2 separate regions of the Mus musculus genome follow, and region 2 is linked to region 1. The links are chromatin contacts, called in public ChIA-PET maps. All regions are on one chromosome and are shown on one strand. The core of a region is the stretch at or near the end of the contact, and the rest is flanking DNA. Distances in the headings are between cores, read along the strand shown.

Evidence for each region. ChIA-PET counts read pairs in DNA pulled down with a chosen protein or histone mark.
Region 2: a contact with region 1 is called in an RNA polymerase II ChIA-PET map of memory CD8 T cells, with 13 read pairs. The contact joins the enhancer-like site here to the promoter of Caprin1 in region 1. A contact is called at or near these places in 9 of 39 promoter capture datasets (the 3T3-L1 cell line, cranial neural crest, frontonasal cranial neural crest and 6 more), 3 of 115 datasets of contacts at active chromatin or transcription factors (bone marrow-derived macrophages, effector CD8 T cells and memory CD8 T cells) and 4 of 9 other capture datasets (adipose tissue, liver, macrophages and 1 more).

The regions. Positions count from the first base shown.
Region 1 is chr2:103,796,077-103,799,210 of GRCm38.p6, forward strand. It overlaps Caprin1 (cell cycle associated protein 1), which reads right to left and starts at 1,564. Exons shown (of 19, transcript NM_016739.3): 1 at 1,387-1,564; 2 at 655-864. The coding sequence starts at 864.
Region 2 is chr2:103,944,243-103,947,467 of GRCm38.p6, forward strand. All of the region lies in intron 2 of Gm39896 (a long non-coding RNA gene), which reads left to right. Among named protein-coding and RNA genes, the nearest start is that of Gm39896, 9.7 kb to the left of the region's middle. Within about 2 kb of position 1,734, at least 111 of the 459 cell types and tissues checked have an H3K27ac peak or open chromatin away from gene starts, as enhancers often do. A contact at or near this core is called in adipose tissue, bone marrow-derived macrophages, effector CD8 T cells and 4 more, where this site is marked.

The DNA.
Region 1 (3,134 bases), core at 314-2,813:
TCAAGGAAATCTCCCTGACCCTTTAGAATGCTGAAGCGGTAAAAAATAATAAATTAAAAAGAAAAGGTCATGGCAAAAAACAACAACAAAAAACACTCATTTAAAAACTACCTCGTGACTAGGCTGGGCGTGAGGTTCCAAGCACCCAGACAATCGAAACAAAGGGGGAAACGTAGGGAGCCCATCGGAAGGGGGCGGGGGTACCCAAGCAAAGGCCCGCTTAACTAGGACTTGACGGGACTGCAACCCTAGTTCAGGTCTAGACACATATCTTTTCTTGGGAAGAGAGCCATTCCACCAGCCCCCAGCCTAGGTACCAAAGGCAAACGCCACAGTTACAAGGCATGGACCGCTCAACTCCACGAGCAATCGGGCCGGGCACACTGTTTCTTCCCCTTGGCCTCCTTCAAAAGTCAGGCCTCAGTTTGGGAGCATACCCAGCAACGGGCCCACCACCCAAGCAACCGGTCACCAGGCGGAAAGGCCCCGCTCAGCCTGATGTGAGTAACCGAGGCCTAGAGGCAGCGCCGCGTTGGGGTCAGGTGACAGGCACCTCCCCGAGGCGCCCGTTTTCTGGGCAAGGAGCACCATCCACCGCCGGGACCGGTGTAGGGCTGGAGCCACGAGCCCTCCCTCTCCACTAACTCCTCGCACCTTTTTCTTCTCCAGGTTCCGAAGTTTCTTGTCGATTACGCCGAGAATCTGCTTCATGGCCTCGGTCTGGACGGCGCCGGTGCCGGTTGCCGGATGCTGAGAAGCCGGCGCAGCTGCCCCGGCCGCCGCCTCACTCCCGGAGGAACCGGACGGCGGCGGCGGTCCCGACGATTTGCTGCCGCTTCCGCTGTGGCTGGTGGCCGAGGGCATCTTTAGACCGAGAAGAGAGGAGAGGAAAAAAGCGGGAGGGAAGGACAAGACCAGCAAGTCAGGAGACGGACGGGGAGAGACGCGGGACAAAACGCGCAGCGGGCGGGCGGGCAGGCGGCTACGCGCGCGCGCGGTGGGGGGAGGGGGCGGCGCGCGCCGCCGGCAGGAAGGGGCCCACGGGCACGCGCGCGACCCGCCAGCGGGGCGCCGGGCCGCCCGCCCCTCCCCCCTCCCCGGGGCACCAAGCTCGCGCCGGGGGCGGGGCCTGGCACGGCCGCCGTCAACCGCCAGGGCAACGGTCCCCATCGGGGCAAGTGGCACCCGTTGCCTTGCGAGAACGAGAGGGACAAAGGTCAGGGCCAGGGGTGGAGAAGGGCACTTGGAGTGACCGGGTTGGGGGTGGGGGTGGGGAGGCCCTGAGCGAGCCCTCCCAGCCGCTCGGACCGCTCCGAAGGTAAAAAGGACACCCAGGTACAGCGGCCTTCTTCCCCTTCGGCGCCTTTGATCCGGGATGGCGCTCACCGTGCGCGCGCGGAGCCGCTGGACGTCTGGAGTGGGCAGCCGAGGGGGGCAAGGGTGGTGCTGCGTTGAGAACAGAGACGTGCGCTCCGTGGGCGCAGGCCGCTTCGCCCTGTCCCCGCGGCTCTGAGCTGCTCCTAGTGGGACAAGAGCCGGCGCGGGAGGGACTTAGCCAGCCAGCGCTCTGCAACGAGGGGGGGCGGGAGCAATAGGGAGCGAGGGCCTTCAAGCCGGTGAGGCTGCCCGACTGGAATGCCTGTCGAAAAAAGGTCACCGGACCGCGCCTCCCGTCGGGCCGTGTCCTCGGCGCCAGGTTCCTGTCCCTTTGCATATCTGGAAAGTACCCTCACGGAGACCGTTATCCCAGATCCTTGAGTTTTGAGTGAAACCTAAGCTGGGGTCCTTCAGGCGAAATCTCTTGACATCCTAACGGGGACAATGGGTGTCAAGCCTCAGGCTCTGGAGCTGAGGACTGCCCCTTGTAGAGCCCTTATTTGGTGGGAGTGGGGGTTGGAGGGGCAAAGGTTTCTGCAAGTAAGGGGTGCGTGGGGTGGGTGGTGCAATCCCAGCTTCTAGAATTCCTTCTGTATGGAGAGCATGCAAACTCACCCTAAAAGGTCTGAGAAAAGGCAACTTGCCACATAATAATTATACAATAACCTAGGCATGGAGAATGAACATCCTTCATGGCTTTTTGATCTCCTTAATTACCCCAGTCATGTTAAAAACCCGTCTTCTCCTACCCTGAGATAGATAAGTACGCCCTATCAGGAATTACTTATCTTTACCCGATTTGTTTAAGATTTTACCCAAAACTTTAAAGACTATGCAAGATGCCGGGAGGGGGTGCGAGGGGGGCACTTTTTTGTCCAGGAGAATTATTTGGGGGGCGGGGGGGTGGTCAAAGAGGGTGGATAACGAGTAAAAGGAAAAAATGAGTGATCTAGAGAAAGGTACTAAAAGGAATATGATCCGTGGAAAATTCAGCAACATGATGTATGAGAGCAGTAAATGACCAATTTATAATTTAAAATCCATGAAAAGGAAATTTAGAAGAGGGTTCTATCAAAGAATTAAAATGACTAACACTGGCTGGCACCAGTATATCCTGAGGGAGCCTGGAGAAACAGCAGCACCCCGTGGCCTTGAGATACTCACTCCACTTAACTGTAAAGTCTGTAATCTGTGCTTTTAAGTATTTATCGAGCACCTTATGGCATGCTAGGAAATCTGCAGTGCTAGAGATGGTGAACAAAACAGCTTTTTTTTTTTCACAGTGTTTGTATTGGGAGGTATGCACAAAAATAACAAACCAAAGGAAGAAAAAAAGGTGATGGGGAATGAAAACCTTCCTGGGTACTTCTGAGCCAGGACTGGAGGAAGCAAAGAGAGCTTAGAGGAGGACCTTTCTAGTAAAAGAAACACCATTGAGCAAGATCTGAGAGGAGCTTGGTTAGTGCTCCTGCCTTTAATCCAAGCACTGGAGAGGCAGAGACAGGCAGGCCTCTTAAGCTCAAGACTACTAGACTAGCCTAGTCTACCTAGTAAGTTCCAGACTGAACAAGAGTGACATAGGAGAATATGGCAAAACCTTAATGTGTTTCACAGTGGCTAGAAAGAGTAAGAAAGAAAGCCATAAGCCGGGCAGTGGTGGCGCACACCTTTAATCCCAGCACTTGGGAGGCAGAGGCAGGCAGATATTCTGAATTCAAGGCCAACCTGGTCTACAGAGTAAGTTCCAGGACAGCCAG
Region 2 (3,225 bases), core at 484-2,983, 150 kb after region 1:
CCCATGATAGCTATCTCAGAGTTTTTATTGCCACAACAAAATAGTGGGACCAAAAAGCCAGTTGAGGAGGAAAGGTTTAATTTGGCTTACACTTCCCTGTTGCTATTCATCACCAAAGGAAATCGGGATGTGAACTCAAGCAGGACAGGAACCTGGCTGGAGGCAAGAGCTGAGGCAGAGGTCATAGAGGGGTGCTGTGTACTGACTTACTCCCCATGGCTTGCTCAGCCTGCTTTCTTATAGAACCCACGACCACCAGCCCAGGGATGGCACCACCTGAAATGTGCTGCTCCCCCCACCCCCACCATTGATCACTAAGAAAATGCCTTACAGCAGGATCTCATGGAGGCATTTTCTCAAGTTAAGGCTCCTCCCTCTCTGATGACTCCAGCTTGTGTCAAGTTGACATAAAACCATCTAGTACAATAGCTATGGATGCATCTGAGCACAGCATCATGCGCTGCTTAGCAATTCGATTGGCATGGATCTTGAGTGTGCACTTGATAGGTGACAGCAGCATGTGCATCTTTCCTTGACATCGCTCCTCTGAAGAAACTGTTGTGCTTTTCTTTCAAGCTCCCCAGACCTCCCCTTGCCGGCTGGCCTCTGCTGCAGTAAAACACCACACTCTCCTGAAATGCTATCTTTGTACCATAGCTGCACACTACATAGAAAAGAGCACATGAGCATCCCTTGTCACGTGACCCCAAAGAGAGTCAGCCCATCTGACTCCCACCCTAAGGCTCAGCCTGGAACTTCTCCAGGATCTTATTCTAAAGACACCCCTCAGGACCTTGCTGCTTTCTGGCTACTCAGATGTGTACAGTAGCAGGACTTGAGACCTGAAGATCAGTGGGGTAGAAATGAGGAAGGAAATGACATGTTCCATGACTAGTGTCCCCAGCTTTGTCTTGCTCTTTCTAGATACAGCGCAGACCTCACATGGCTATAGTGTACTTGTCTGGCCAAATGTGGAAAGGTTTCTTTCTATCTGTTTCAAGGCTGCTTAAATCTTATACGTTTTGAGATGCAATAGGATTCCCTGGAAATTCATATGTCTCTCTAAATTGGGCTGGTTTGGCATTGATCTCTCTTCCCAAAGACATTGTAGGGCCCAGCCATAAAGAAACTATGTTCTTAAGGCCCTCTGCCCTTGAGGGCAGATCTGATCTTAATGTACTCCCAACTCCATCTGATCTGTTGTAACTATTTCTCTCCCCAATTCTTTCCTACTTCAAATCAAAGAACTCATCCTTATGACTGGATTCACCACCTTGAGGGCAATGCAAGGTCCGGCTTGTTCCTGCCTCCCTGTCCAGGCATCAGGGCTCCTAACTTTACAAAATCTGCACCCTCAGAGCTACCCACAGAGCTGCAGGCTCAAAGCGGTAACAAAGAGAAAGGGGGTTGGTTTGATGTGGTTAGCCTGCCACCCCTGCCTTTTCATGGTCCTGGCTCTAAACCACTCTCCTGCTCACCCCTCAGCCTGCACTGGGCTCTGGGGATGAATGCATGATAGACTTCACAGCCTCACCAGAGACTGAAGCAGGACCCACGGGTGGGGCAGGGGCACTATCATTTTTTCCCTGAATTCTTGGGTGCTTAGGCCGGCTCAGCCTCGGGATTGGGACCAAGAGAAAGAGAAAGTGAGAGCAAGCAGTGGAGCAAAGGCTGTTGTTACACAGTTTCCCTTCAGCCCCAGAAATAGAAAGCCAGACTTCCGACTTGCACAGCCCCTGTGCAAACCACTAGACCACACTGCCAGATAAGAAAAATGTTAGATTGTGTCATACTTCCTTCATGGGCTGCAGCTTCTGCAAATGCCCCTGTGTGTCAGAGAGTCTAAGGAATGAGCATCTAAGGGGCTAGATGGAGAAAGCCAACAGAGACTGTTGTCTCTCCTTTCTGGTTATAGGTTCATGTGTAACCACTAAAGGAAAGGGGAGCTCACAAAAGCATGAGCGAGCTAACTTAATTATTTGCATGTATGAGAGAGGAAAACTAATTGGAGTCTGCTAGCTAGCTCCTGTGCCCTTGACATTTTCAGTCCCCGTATACTTATTTATCAAGTACCAACTGGGTACCAGCTGCCACATTAGTACTGCAGATTTTTGGTGCAGAACAGGGAGGCTGGCCCAAAGTCAGAATCACCTAGATTCCACCTATGGGCTCAGTACCACTGCACCATGGAAATAATTTCCCTTCATTCTTTCCCCAGAGCAGCCTCAGCAGGCTCCCGTGTTGTCAGCCACTATAGGAAGAGTGATGGTCTGGGTGTTGACAGGCTCCTAATTGGAAGGTAGGAGGTGCCGCCAGAGATCAGCTATAAAAGTTATCTTTGGATGGGGGTAGGCTGCTGATGCTCAGAAGAGAATTAGGGGTGAGGTGGGGTGAGCTGTCAGCCTGGGACAGGGCCTGGCCTGGCAGACAGTTGATGCATGGAGGAGGGGCTGTTTCAAGGAATGGTAACAATAGTAAGCATGCCAGACTTCAGGACCAAAGAGTTCAAAAGAGGTCAGGTGCCAGGAAAGAGAGAACACCTGGGGTGGTCCCAAAGACTCAGGCCAGCGATAGCTGTTGAAAGAAGCTATGTGGCAAAGACAAGGGGAAAGGGAACCTCGGGTGTCCTTTTATTCAGTCAATAAAAATCCAGATGTTTCCAGGGGACTTTTATGCACTTCTAACTGTTCCAGGTTCTGAGACGTTCAAAAGAACAGCCAGGTGAGATGAATGTAACATTTACTTCAGCAATGATCAAATCCATACACCAAAACTATCACTGGTTAGGATGATGCCTGTACGTTATGTAATATCGGTACTTGTGCAAGCTCCTTCCTGCTGTTGCCTCATTTAAGCCTCTCAACGAGCCTGCAGCCCTGCAAAGTGGGTACCGTGGTCTCCGTGGTAGAAGTCAGAGCGGTGGAGGTTCTGAGAGCCCGAGTATTCTTACAGGGTCTGTGGAGCTCACAAGTGGCTGAATCAAGGGTTTTTGTTGTTGTTGTTGTTGTTGTTGTTTTGGGACAGGGTTTCTCTGTGTAGCCCTGGCTGTCCTGGAACTCACTTTGTAGACCAGGCTGGCCTCGAACTCAGAAATCCACCTGTCTCTGCCTCCCAAGTGCTGGGATTAAAGGTGTGCGCCACCACTGCCTGGCTTGAACCAAGGTTTTAACCTACGTTTGTCCTGAAGTTCCTGGAATAGCCCCTTTTACTGAAATAGCCGAATGA